Linked DNA regions of Mus musculus: region 1 is linked to region 2. Evidence: chromatin contacts called from public Micro-C data. All regions are on one chromosome and are shown on one strand. Each heading gives the region's core, a stretch centred on a gene start, on an enhancer-like site or on the middle of the called end of the contact. The rest is flanking DNA. Distances are from core to core; before and after follow the strand shown.

The links. Hi-C and Micro-C count contacts between places; a contact is called where the count stands out from the background.
Region 1: a contact with region 2 is called in a Micro-C map of granulosa cells, with 4 times the contacts expected there. The contact joins two enhancer-like sites. A contact is called at or near these places in 1 of 15 datasets of contacts at CTCF or cohesin (pro-B cells) and 6 of 484 Hi-C or Micro-C datasets (Sertoli cells, cumulus cells, granulosa cells and 2 more).

The regions. Positions count from the first base shown.
Region 1 is chr9:98,713,348-98,719,826 of GRCm38.p6, forward strand. No RefSeq gene overlaps it. Among named protein-coding and RNA genes, the nearest start is that of Gm39411, 33 kb to the right of the region's middle. Within about 2 kb of position 1,489, at least 4 of the 459 cell types and tissues checked have an H3K27ac peak or open chromatin away from gene starts, as enhancers often do. A contact at or near this core is called in granulosa cells, where this site is marked.
Region 2 is chr9:98,643,737-98,649,663 of GRCm38.p6, forward strand. No RefSeq gene overlaps it. Among named protein-coding and RNA genes, the nearest start is that of Mrps22, 45 kb to the left of the region's middle. Within about 2 kb of position 2,230, at least 9 of the 459 cell types and tissues checked have an H3K27ac peak or open chromatin away from gene starts, as enhancers often do. A contact at or near this core is called in granulosa cells, where this site is marked.

The DNA.
Region 1 (6,479 bases), core at 239-2,738, 69 kb after region 2:
GACCTTGGACAAGGTACTTAACCACTCTTTCTATTTTCTTATCCAAAATTGGTAGGGAAATAATCCTTCAGACCTCACAGGAGTGGGCTAAAGATTAAGGCCCCCTAACGGTGTTTAGCCATTGTAAGGACACTAATAAGTGCCAGTGATCATGACTCGGTGCCCCATATGCACAACCCCATTCTCGATCTGATCCTTAGTGATTCTTAGTCACAGACTCTCATAACTTAAAGATGTCCCAAGAGGGAAAGTGATGGCTAGACTCATCTTCAGTCAACAAACCCACAATGGGCATCTGCAATGTGCCAGGCCCTAGGGAAGGAAGCGGGATGTGCAGGCAGGACCCTGCACATCTTGAATATACAGCCAAGTTTGGATACAAGTTTGTACATTGACATGACAGAGATCAGTAGTAAATGCTGTAGTAAGATGGGCAGGGTGAGTCGGGAAGGCAGTAGTAATTTAGCTGTGGGAAATCCTGGAAGGCTTCTTGGAGGAGAGTACAACTAAGTAGCAATTGAGATCCAAGTCAGTCGAAACAGAGTGAGAAGACTGAGAGGCAAACCAGGCTGTGGTGGTGCGCGTTGTCAGTAGTTAATTATACCAACCACCATACACACTACCAGCCACTCCTGCGTGCTGGCCCCGCTCCAGGCCTATACCCAGCATGCATCTTAGCTGCCATCTCAGCTCCAGGAGAGAGGGAGGGAGGGAGGCTGTGTGGGCTTTCTTTACAGTTGGCATCTCTAGACCAGGGCTTCTCAGCCTTCCTAATGCTGCGACCCTTTAATACAGCTCCTCGTGTTGTGGTGACGCCTAACCATAAGATTATTTTTGTCGCTACTTCACAACTGTAATTTTGCTACTGTTATGAGTTGTAATATAAATATCTGATATGCAGGATAGCTGATATATGACCCCACCCCCAAGAAAATGGGGTTTTTTTGACCCACAAAGAGATCATAGCCTGAAGGTTGAGAACAAGAGGTGGTGATAATGGTTTGTAGAACCAATAAGCTCAAATGACACTATAAAGTTCCATCTAAAATAATCTCCATTTTACAGAGAAGGAAACTGAGGCATGGAGGAAGCAAGTGAGCCATGGAAGGAGGGCCCTATGGACTTATGAGGCAGAGTGGGATGGGACCAAGCTTTGCCAGTGGACATGGCCCTCCTCATAACACCCACCATCCCTACACACACACACACACACACACACACACATGCACACACACACGCACACACACACACATGCACACGCATGCGTGCCAAATTCACCACTCAGACACTCTACAGATGAGGCTGGCCTGTAGAGATGTCTGCAGTCAAAACGGCTGTATCCCTTTGTTCACAGGACATGGGGACAGCCCTACAGTGGGCTCTGTGAGCACATGATGGCCACTGCCCACGGCCAGGGCTGCTGGCCCAGCAGCCTGTGTTTATGTTTCTCCCTCTGTCTGGAGATGCAGATTGAAATTATCTCCACCAGCCGTGTCATCCTGTCCTGAGCCATGCTTCAAGCCCCAGCACCTCCCGGCACAGCCCGGGTAGTCCTAGCTGGAGCCTGATAGCCATGGCCGTGTGGTTTGGGCTCTGACGGGGTGGGAGAAGAAGGCCACCCCATCCCCTGACCTAGACTGCACCGAAGCTGTTGCTCAAGCTGTCTTCTTTGCCTGGGAACTCAGGGAAAGGGCACGGGGGCTGGGGGTCATGCCAAGCCAGCCCTGGGGGTGCAGAGTGCATTAGCTTCTAAGGAGTCTACTGTCGGCCTCAGGTATGCTCATGACAGTACACATCACTTGATAGGCAGGTGACTTCCAGGGAACACGAGACGCAAATCCCCCTTGTCCTTCGTTGTCAGACTCACTCTCTGTGCCACCCTGACCTGATTCCTTTCCCTCTCTGGGACTTAGATACTTTATCTGTGCAGTGAGAAACTAGGGCAGAGAATGATAACTGACACACAGGGGTTTGTGTGTGCCAGGCTCTTCCTAGGTCCCTGGGGACAAAAGCCAGACCTCATTCTTGGTGTTTTGTTTGTTTTGTTTTGTTTTGTTTTGTTTTGTTTTGGTTTGGTTTGGTTTGGTTTGGTTTGGTCTTTTTTTAAGACAGGGTTTCTCTGTGTAGCCCTGGCTGTCCTGAAACTCACTCTGTAGACCAAGCTAGCCTGGAACTCAGAAATCTGCCTGCCTCTGCCTCCCAAGTGCTGAGATTAAAGGCGTGCACCACCACCACCCAGCACCAAAGCATTCAAGAACAAATGTCTGACACTTGAAAGTATTCAAGGGGTCAGTTGAATACATGATCTAGGTCTCCCTGTTCTTCTTTTCTAGGCATAGCTCCACTAAGAGAGGCCAGGACACTTGGAGTCGACTGGAGTGATCCCCACAGTACAGGCCTCAGTGGAAACCATTCACAGCACCACAGGAACTCAAACGCTGGTGACAGCTCTTACGATTCTGCTGTCAAGTGTCCTTATCCACAGGAAGTTCTCAAGAGCAAATTAAAAAATAAAAAAGATGGGTCCCTTCTTGCAGCACTTACCTGCCTATCAAGTGACCTCCACTGTCATGTACATACCCGAGGTCAGCAGTGGACTCTTTAGAAGCTAACACACTCTTCTAAGTCACAGAAAATGAACTTCTCTGGGGATCTCCTCGTCTTCTCCCTGGGTCCCAGCATGGGAAAGAGGCAAGCTTCCCAGCAGGGAGACAAAGGCTTGAGACCAAGGTCACGTCTCCAAGGTGACTGGAGGTGCTGAGATGGGGCAGGGCCTTGCCAAGGACTGTCTGCCACATCTGTGCTGAGCTAGTGTGTCCGCTAGCACACTGAGGAAGGTGCAGGCTGCTTCCGACACCATGGTACGGAGGCAGGGATGCCTGTGGTGTGTACTGGGAAGCAGGAGCTGCACTTGGCCTAGAAGCACAGACCAACGCTAGAAACATCTGAGGAACTAACACAAGCTAAGAGTCGAAACACAAAGCAATTAAAGACACTGGACCGAAAGGCCGGTGTGCGCCGTGGCGTTGTCTCCTAATAATACTTGAACACGCGGATGAGGGCTTTTGCTCCTGATGGTAGTGTGGCTTTGATATTCTTTAAGTGTGATGGTGGAATTCTGCCAAATATATATGCATTTAAAAATGCAGAGGTGAGTTGGGAGTAGCCGGATGACCCATGTCAGATAAATCATAGGGTCTCAGTCTGGACAGGAAGTGTTGTGCCAAGGCAACTTCTGAGCATAGCTGACATCGACACAGTGAAGTCTCAGGGCTGAGGCAACAGAAAAAAATAAGCCCGTGGGTATGACCACCCCAACCCAGCATGAAAGGTGGGTTCCTCAAAGGCTTACACCCTCAGCAAAAACACAGACACGAAAAAACAAAAAAAAACAAAAAAAACAAACTTTGCCTCCAGCAAAAGGAGACAAGGTGACACAAATATCCTGGCTCGTGTCCAAGTAGAGAAATGAAAAAAATTTTAAAAGGGGTGTGCTGACAGACATGCCTAATCACAGCCTACACTGCACGAGTCTGGAGTTCAAAGTCACTTCCCTGGTCATCCAAGAAAACAGGCAGTCTCAAGCAAGTAGCTCTCTGGGAGAGTCATAAGCCATCCCGTGTGCCCCACAGGTTCCCTACAGAGTCATAGATGAACTCAGAGAAAACTAAGAATAGCAAGACGCAGCCGCTAGGAGAGTTGCTAGAAGGACTCAAGACTCTGGACTGGTTAAAAGAACAAGTGAGATTTCTAAGTTTGAAACATTTAATGAAGTAAAACTGAGAATTAAAAACTCAATTCAGATACAGTGACTGAAAAGCAACCATTTAGGAAAAAAACAAAACAAAAAAACCTCTTCAAACAGAAGCAAATTACTGAGATGTAAGTCTGAAGAGACGGATGAAACAACTGAGCAGAGACCGCAGAGGCAGCGAGGGGCTGGAGCTAAAGCACCAACACGGAAACCTAGGGATAGAGGACAGGAAATGCCAGGGAGCCACCAACACATCATGGGGCAAGGCTGGAAAGTCTGATGGGTGCTAATGGAACCGTCTGAGGAAGAGACTCAGGCTCCCTATAAAGTCATAGTTGGGCAAATAGAACTGTGAAGCGGTCGATCTGTGAAGAAATGATAGCTAGCATTTTCCAAACACAGGAAATCGCTTGATTCAGACATCTCTGAAGATGGAATGTGGAGGAACTTGTGAGCAGACACACAGAAGACAAAAAAAAGATCTCTAGGGTGCTAAGAGTGCTGGGTACTAAGGAGGTCTGTACCACATGCCGACGTGAGGGGCAGTGCAGTAGCATCTTTGGCATACTGATAGCCTGTGCAGAATTCTAAGCCCCGCTTAACTCTCACTCAGGGGTAAGAGCACAAGAATCTGCTCAGACAAAATATGTGCTTCACTAAAGGACAGAAAAAGAAGCAAATGTTCCAGAGAGAAGAGCTAGGGAACAAGAGGCATTTTTTGTTTGGTTTTGTTTTTAAGATAGCGTCCTATTACACAGCCCGGCCTGGCCTTGAACTCTCCATCCCTCTGCCTCCACCGCTCAAGTGTTGAGATGATAACAGATGCCAGCACGAAGGGCTCATAAGAGTGAATTGAAAACAAAGAAGATCTAACAACAGTGGCTCATGTTGGAATAAAAATTAATTTGGAATGGAATTCGTGGCCAGAGACAGCAAGTGAGACAGCAAGTGAGACAGAATGGGGGAGGAGGAGGGTGTTTGCCTTCACTTAGTAAAAGCTCATTCTAAATCTCGAGGAGGAATCAGTACAGTGAGAGTGAACTGTCTAAGTCAATTAAAGGAAGCAAAGGGAATTTCAGAAATCTGACTCAGAGCTGAGTTCCTGACCTTGAGGATTTGAGTCTGTGCAAGAGGCGGGGACTCTTCGAGGGCGGACTCTGCGAGGGCGGACCCTCCTGCTGGCACTTTTAGTGTATACAACGGTCAGGGTTCTGTGAAAATGGTGGCAAGTATGTTGTCTCGTTACTTCAGTTGTTCCAGAGGACACCTTGCCCTTGGCTACCTGGCCTTCCTCTTTCCTTATGGGCACTTAGCTTCAGGAGCATCTTGAACGCTCATTAACAGAGAAATGGTCGGGAGGATGGATGTTTCTGCGCAGTATAAAGGAGGGCAGAGGAAATCAATCCACTGTGTTCAGTTGTCTATTATTTGACACCTGCAAAACACACACACACACACACACACACTCACATGCACACACTCACACACACTTACATGCACACTCACATGCATACACTCACACACATGCACAAACATACACATGTACAAACACATGCACACACTCACACACATGTACAGATACACACATGCACAAACACACACACCTATACACACACTCTCACACACAGACCACAGATACACTCACTCACAGTCATACACACATGCACAAACACATACACTCACACATGCACACTCACACATATGCACAAACACATATACTCACACATGCACTCTCATACACATGCACAAACACACACACACACACACACACACACACACACACACACACACACACCAAAGAAGAGTTCCTTAAAGCCCAGCACAAGGCCCTAGCATCTCAGATGTAGACTCTGTATATAACTGAACTGCATTGAAAGATGCAAACTACTCCAAGAAGCAGCAGCAGAAACAGATATACATGATTCTTTTAGAAAAAGTTAAGAGAAAAACCTTAGTGTCTGACCCTTACAGATATTCCATCCACACAGCAAGATGAGAGGACACCAGCCTGGTCCCCAGCACATGTGATGGCAGTACACACCCTCCCCCATCCCCAAATACCCAGAGACCTGGTTGTTTATGACCAAACTTGGGTTGGCAAATCACAAGACAGAGAAGGCAGGAGAAGGCCAGCCAAACTGCCCTCTCCCTTGTTTCCTTCCCTGCTTATCAGCTCTCTACTTCCTGCCTGACCAAACATGTCAAGCATGTTTTTAAAAAGCTGATATCTTTGAGAAGAGTTATGGAGGACAAAGGGCCTTGATCACTCAGAGGACCATAGTGACCATGTAGCTCATGTCTCATATCTCCATCTCTGCCTTGGATTTCCAGAAAGAAGTGTGTGTGTGTGTGTGTGTGTGTGTGTGTGTGTGTGTGTGTGTGTGTGTTTGTGTGTGTGTGTGTGTGTGTGTGTGTGTGTTATTTTTCTATTCCCTGACAAAATATCATGACCAAGGCAATCTATAAATGAAAGCATTTAATTTGAGGCTCACTGGCCAGGTGATGGTGGTGCATGCCTTTAATCCCAGTACTCAGAAGGCTGAGGCAGTCAGATCTCTAAATTCAGGACCAACTGGGTCTACAGGACAAGTTCCAGGACAGCTAGGACTACTAAAGAGAAATCTTGTCTTAAAGAAAAAATAAATAATTTGGGGCTCATGGTTAGAAAATTAGATAGAGCCCATGACTATACCATTCAGGAAACATGGCAGTAGGCCAGCAGGCA
Region 2 (5,927 bases), core at 980-3,479:
TGGGGAAACCGATTCTCACCCATACCCAGACTGGGTGTGAACAAAGGAACACACAGGTGCACGTGCCACTGCCTTGAGACCTCAAGAGAACCATCCTAACCTTGGCACCCATCCAAACACACAGAAGGAGAGAGAGAGAGAAGACCTGGGCTCCAGAGACACCCATACCACTGAATTGGCTTCCTGGGCATGAGAGAAGGTGGAAGTTTGAGTCATGGCTTCTGTTACTTATAATTCACAGCAGCCAGGGAGGAGCTAGGGACCTGGGGAGCAATGAGGGAAGTAGTGAGCAGAGTCCCTGTTCTTGCTGATCCAGGAGCAGAAAGTCCCCAAGATTCCCTGTGGTTCAGGTCTGTTTAGAAATCTTCAGGACCAAGGGCAAGAGGCCTGAAGGTGCCACTGCCCCACATGTTGGTGCCAGGCTATTTTCCTGACTTCCTCTGCACACTGAACCAGAGATACACTCTACACTATGCCACCTTCCAGCACTGTGAGCTTCCAGAGGGCAGGAACAGCTCTTAGGACCCACTCTTACAAACCCCAGACAGAGCTGCCATCATCGACCATAGTGAATCTGCTAAACTGGGGTATGGGGAGATAAACAGAGGGCTTCCACAAAGAAGGGCCAGCCGGGCCAAGAGCAGGGAGAGTTAATAACACAGTGAGTGGCATGAACCATGAGCTGCAGGCACCAGAAGAGCTCATGACTGAAGGGTGGGGGTGGGAGGGTGATACATGGCCACAGGTTACATGAAGAAGAGGAGGTTCTGAGGCAAAGCAACGGGGTGTCTAGTTTAGCTTGGGAATCAGGAAGGAGTTCCTGATGGGGGGATACCTTAGCCAAGCACAAAGGACAAGAGACCCAGGCAGGCAGAATAGAACACTGCTGGCCAAAACTGCATCATCCAGTAGGAGGAACAGAGGCCCCTTCCAGCTTTCAATAGCCTGTATACATACACACAAACGGCAAACACAAGCGGCAGATTTCACAGAGGCCATGGACATTTCTCCAGCATAAGTATACCTCAGGATATATTTATCCTAAAAGAGTGTTTGTTGCTGATCTGAAGTTCAAATTTAAAGGGATGTTTTGACTTGCATCCCTAGTCCAGGCTGGCCAGAGAGGAGTGAGAGGGGTAAGAGCCTTAGAGTTCAGGGACAGTCTGACAAGACTGTGACTTCTTGTGCAGTGGGCAGCCTGTGACCTGCCAGCACAGAGCTGGCACACAGCAAGTGGTTGTACAGGGAGCCAGGAGAGTTTGAGGTTAACCTCTTGATTTTGGACAAGCTGGGTTTCCATCCTGCTTCTGCCTCCAATAGGAATGTCACCACCACTGTACTATTTAGCATTCTGTTGTCTCCTTATCTATAAAATGGGGACGAGGAAAGTGCCAGTCCCTTCACTCTTGTGTGCATGCACCCAGACCAGCTCCAGATCAGCCTCTGCTCTTCAGATAGATTACTTGGTACTGGGCAGAAAGGTGGCAGGTATGGGAGGAGACCACGGAGGAGGTTGCTATGGTCCTCTGGGTGGGTGATGACTGGGAGAATGGATGGGAGAGTGGCTGGGCCTCTGGGCTTTCTCAGAGGCTGAGGCATAGCATTTGCTAGGGTTTAAGGAGTGGATGATCAGTGGTTGGCAGGGCTGGAGCATGGTTGTGGGCACCCCCAGGACAACAGCTGTATGGTCCCTCTCCAGGTTATAGCAGAGGCTTCTTCAGTGAGCTGACCTTCCACTCTGGAACTCCCTAGAATGCCAGGGGACATGAAGCCAGGCCCTGACAGAGACAGAGAGCTCTGGTTGAAGGGTGGCCACTGCTGTCTCTTGCAAGGGAGGGTTGAATTCAGTGGGCCTAGGGAGCTGCCACCTCCAGGTGACAACTGGCTCTATTTACAAATAAAAAGGAAACTTCACCAATGAGAGGCAGACTTGCCTTCTATTTCTGGTGACTTTAGAAAACCCTGAGATATTTAAATGGTTCTGTCATTTCAGAAAAATTCCACCCTGCTTCCAGAGTCAGGCCAAGCTTGCCAAGATCCTGCCCAAACAGTCAGACATCTCAGCCGTACATGGCTGCCAGCGTGGGTGCAGATGGCAGACCACAGCTCACCACTTTCTACTGAACCTCAGACACAGAGGCCCCGCAGCCAGACCCCACCAGGCTCCAGTCCCTCTCCCTCCAGGCTCAGACTGCAGCAGTCAGACTTACATCTGGCATCCAACAGGGGGCACCAGAGACTGCTCAGGATGGTGAACACTGCAGCTAGAAAGCAGAGAGGACTCTGGCACCCTGAGCTCTGCAGATGGAAGATCACAAAACTTTAACAACGAGCCCCTTTACTCCTTATTATCCCTTCAAGTGGAATAAAACTCACTCTTAAATACCCAGAGTGCACCTTCTTCACTCCAGGATAAGAATGTTGTAACAGTTGCTAAACTCTCTGCTTGCCTCTGCAAAGAGATAGACTAGTAGTACTGCCATGAACACAGGAATGGGGAATGTGTCAGGTTTCCCCCCACTCATTGTCTGGATAACTCTTAAACACTAATTTGATTTTGTTTATTGTTTCAAAGAGCTATATGAGTTAATGCTCTCTTCAGGGAAAGCTAAGCTCGGCGTCCAAGGATCTTAGAGTTTACCTATTAACACACTGAACTCCACACTCAACCAGATTGGCTGTCTCGACAATGACCTCAAATGTGACCTTCAGCACTAGGAGAGTGTTCCCCCGTTGTGCCTGATTTGAATGTCTGTTTTTCCATTTCTGGGATCTGCCAGCTCCACCAAAGACCTCTACCTCCCAAACGCCATCCTTGATCATCCAAAGTGGCCACCCTCCACTCCACTTTAAAAGCACCTATATGTTTGTGCTTTTCATTACTGTAGCCTTTTCATGACCTGGGAGAACCCTCTGCCTGTGTGCACGGAGCTTGCCTGTCCATCCGGATGGTAAGCTCTCTGAAGGCATGGGTGGTGTGCTGTCTGAGAAGGGAGGAGAAACATGCCCACTGTGCCAGGAACCATACTGAGAATTTTATCTATTTTTTTCCCCTCCCTCGAGCCCCATTGATGTGACCTGTGTCGTAAGTCTGATCACTCCACAGGGAAAACAAGGCTCAGAGTGGTAAAGTGATTTCCCAGAGGTCACACAGCTGATGGAGGCCAGGGTGAGGATCTCCTGGTCTTGCTGACTTCAAATTCACTTGTCTCCAGCCTTGCTCCAGGGGTACAGACATGACTCAAGAGAGCACACTGCAGTAGTGTGCCTAACACTTAGCAGCTACTTGGTAAATAGTCTCTATGACGAGGCTCTCCTGGCAGAGTCTGACATGTGACAATGTAGGCTGGAAGGGGCTTATGAGGCAGTGGGTATTACCCCAGTCCCTTGCCAACCTTACCTTCCGGTGACCACCGATTCAGCCCATTGGCAGGCTAACCCAGGCAGGAAGAAAGACACGAGAGCACAGCTCTTCTGCTGTTGTATTCACATCTGTCCCATCCTCTCCCCCATGCTCTAGCCTCCCGCTATCCTTGGTGATTCAGCCTTGAGTGGCTGGGGTACCACACAAAGGACCGCCTCACCACAGCAGCCAGCATGTCCATCCCCATGCCTCCGTTTATCTTTAGAGAAAGAATGACTGAAAGGACCTCCACTGCCCAGGATGACTGCTTTGACAGGTCTTTACTGTGCATAAAATTGCGTCATTGTTTTGTTTAACGTTGCGAGGAGCTGAAGTGCTATGAACTTAATGCGCCACCCCCAGTGAACCATTAGGTCCCTTCTGTGTTCTTGACTTTATAAGTCTGTTTCCCTCAGAGGAACATCTGTTGTATACTTAAATGACCTTAGTTCAAAGGCACGATCAACAAAAAATTTCTTAACTCTGCTAGGAAGCATCTCGGGGATCGTTTCACCATGCCGGTTGCAGTATCGGGGCCTTTTCTGTTAACAGCTGTGTCCATCTGCCCAGGCGGGCAGAGGCCCCTCTCTTTCTACACATCATTAAAGATGCTCAGGACTGCTTTTGGGCCTCATTCCCACTCTGACCCAGGCGAGTTGAGTCTCGCCAAACTCTCCATTTTACAGGCATCAATAGCCAGACTTCTTCTCAAATGTAATTTTTACCCCTCGTGTGTGTGTGTGTGTGTGGGGGGGGGTGTGATGAAAGATAACGAGAGGTGCTCCGCTAACCCTTGGAAGGGACATGAATGGGTACTGGGGATTTCAAGCCACTTGACAAATGTAGGAAAAACAGATTGCTCTTAGCCAAACCCAGAGGAATTTGAGAAAGACGAGCTCGCTGCAGACAAAGCTTAGAAGTAGGCACCATGTTAGAAGCCATAAAAGTCATATTGGAAACACAGATGGCAAGGCAGTGGGCTGGCTGCCTCTCTCATGGATTAGCTCATCCTGATGTTATCCCATTTTACAGATGCAGCATCAGGATGCTCAGAGGAGAGCCCAGTGTTTGATTTCTGCTCTTGTTCCTCAGCAGCTGCGGAGGGTTGAAGTGAGTCATGTTACCATTTGTAGGGATGATGACAATCAAGTCATGCATGTGAATGGGGGGTTATTTTAAATGCCTGTCTATGCAGAACCTCTTCAGAGGGCTCAGGTATCAGAGGCTCCTCACGAAGCCAGCTGACCATCACCTTTTAAGGTCTGCAGCCTGTCCAGGAAATGTGAGTGTTTTCAAAGATGTTCCCCATGTCAGGCTGACTAACATCAGCAAAGGACAAACCTGAGTTCCTCCCAGAGAGTGAGGAAGAGAGATGGCTTGTCTCAGTAGCTTGTCCAGCACTGGTTGGAGAGCGGCCATGGAGACAGGCTCAAGCTTCGGGCTGTCTGCGGGCCCCTTCCCTAAGGGACATCCCGATGCCTCAGGAACACGTACATCTTCATGAATTGTTAACACGGTTGGTTTTGGGAGTTAGTGGGTCTGTGTAAGGCTGGCCATGGACTTGAGCCTCCTTGAAGCTGGAAACTCACTGCTAAAAATAAAGGAAAGTTGGATTTTGCCTTATTTGGAGAAGACTGGTCCACACTGCCTCCCTTGCCTATGTTATCTTTCAGAGCAAGTGGCAGGGCTTTAATCATGAAAAATAAAAGTCTTTTCTTTCTTTCTTTTTTTTAAAGTATAGACCAAATTCTATTGCCAAGACTTTCAGGCTGTTCCAATCTCTTTGTTGGACCAAAATATCACTGCATTCATTCTGCAGTGGGTCCAATCCAAGGAGCCCCACAGCTTTGTTCACTTTGATTAAAGTGTGAGTTCAGATGGGATGTGACTTATGGCCGCACAGTTCTTCCCTTGGTCTATGCATTCATTCTGTCTATCAGAGACAACTGAGGACAATCTGTTTCATGTCCCACTGCACAGGAGGGACTGAGGCAGCAACTACTCCCAGAGGCCCACAGTGTTCGGTGGTGCCAGGCCAGGTGGCTGATGGAAGGAACCCAGAAACCTCTTAAAGTAGCCTGGGAGGAGAGGAGCAACCCCTGTAGCTCCTATGAGAAAGAACTCTAAAGGTTGGACATGGAGACTGGAGGCATGAAGAGAGAAGGGAGAGAGTCCCAGAAGGGGAGGATGGTGTGTGCAAAAGCCATGGCCTTCTTGGGGATCCTAAGCAGTGGCTCGGGCCTCTTTATAGGTCGAGAAAAAGACAGAGTCATCAGTGGGGGGGGGGGGGAGGGAGGAACCCAAGCTTGATACCCTGCCACATTCTCAGACAGCCACTTTTTCCCACTCATTGTCAGTCCAGACTTCATAACAATTTTGACAATTTGTTCATCAAAGAGTCCCTCCCTGATTCCCCTCCCCACCCCCTTCCCCCACCCCAGCACCGGCAACACTCCAGAGGGCCACACATCAGGCATGCTCTCTGAGGCTGAACCATATCCTTAGCCTCCCCCCCCTCCTTTGT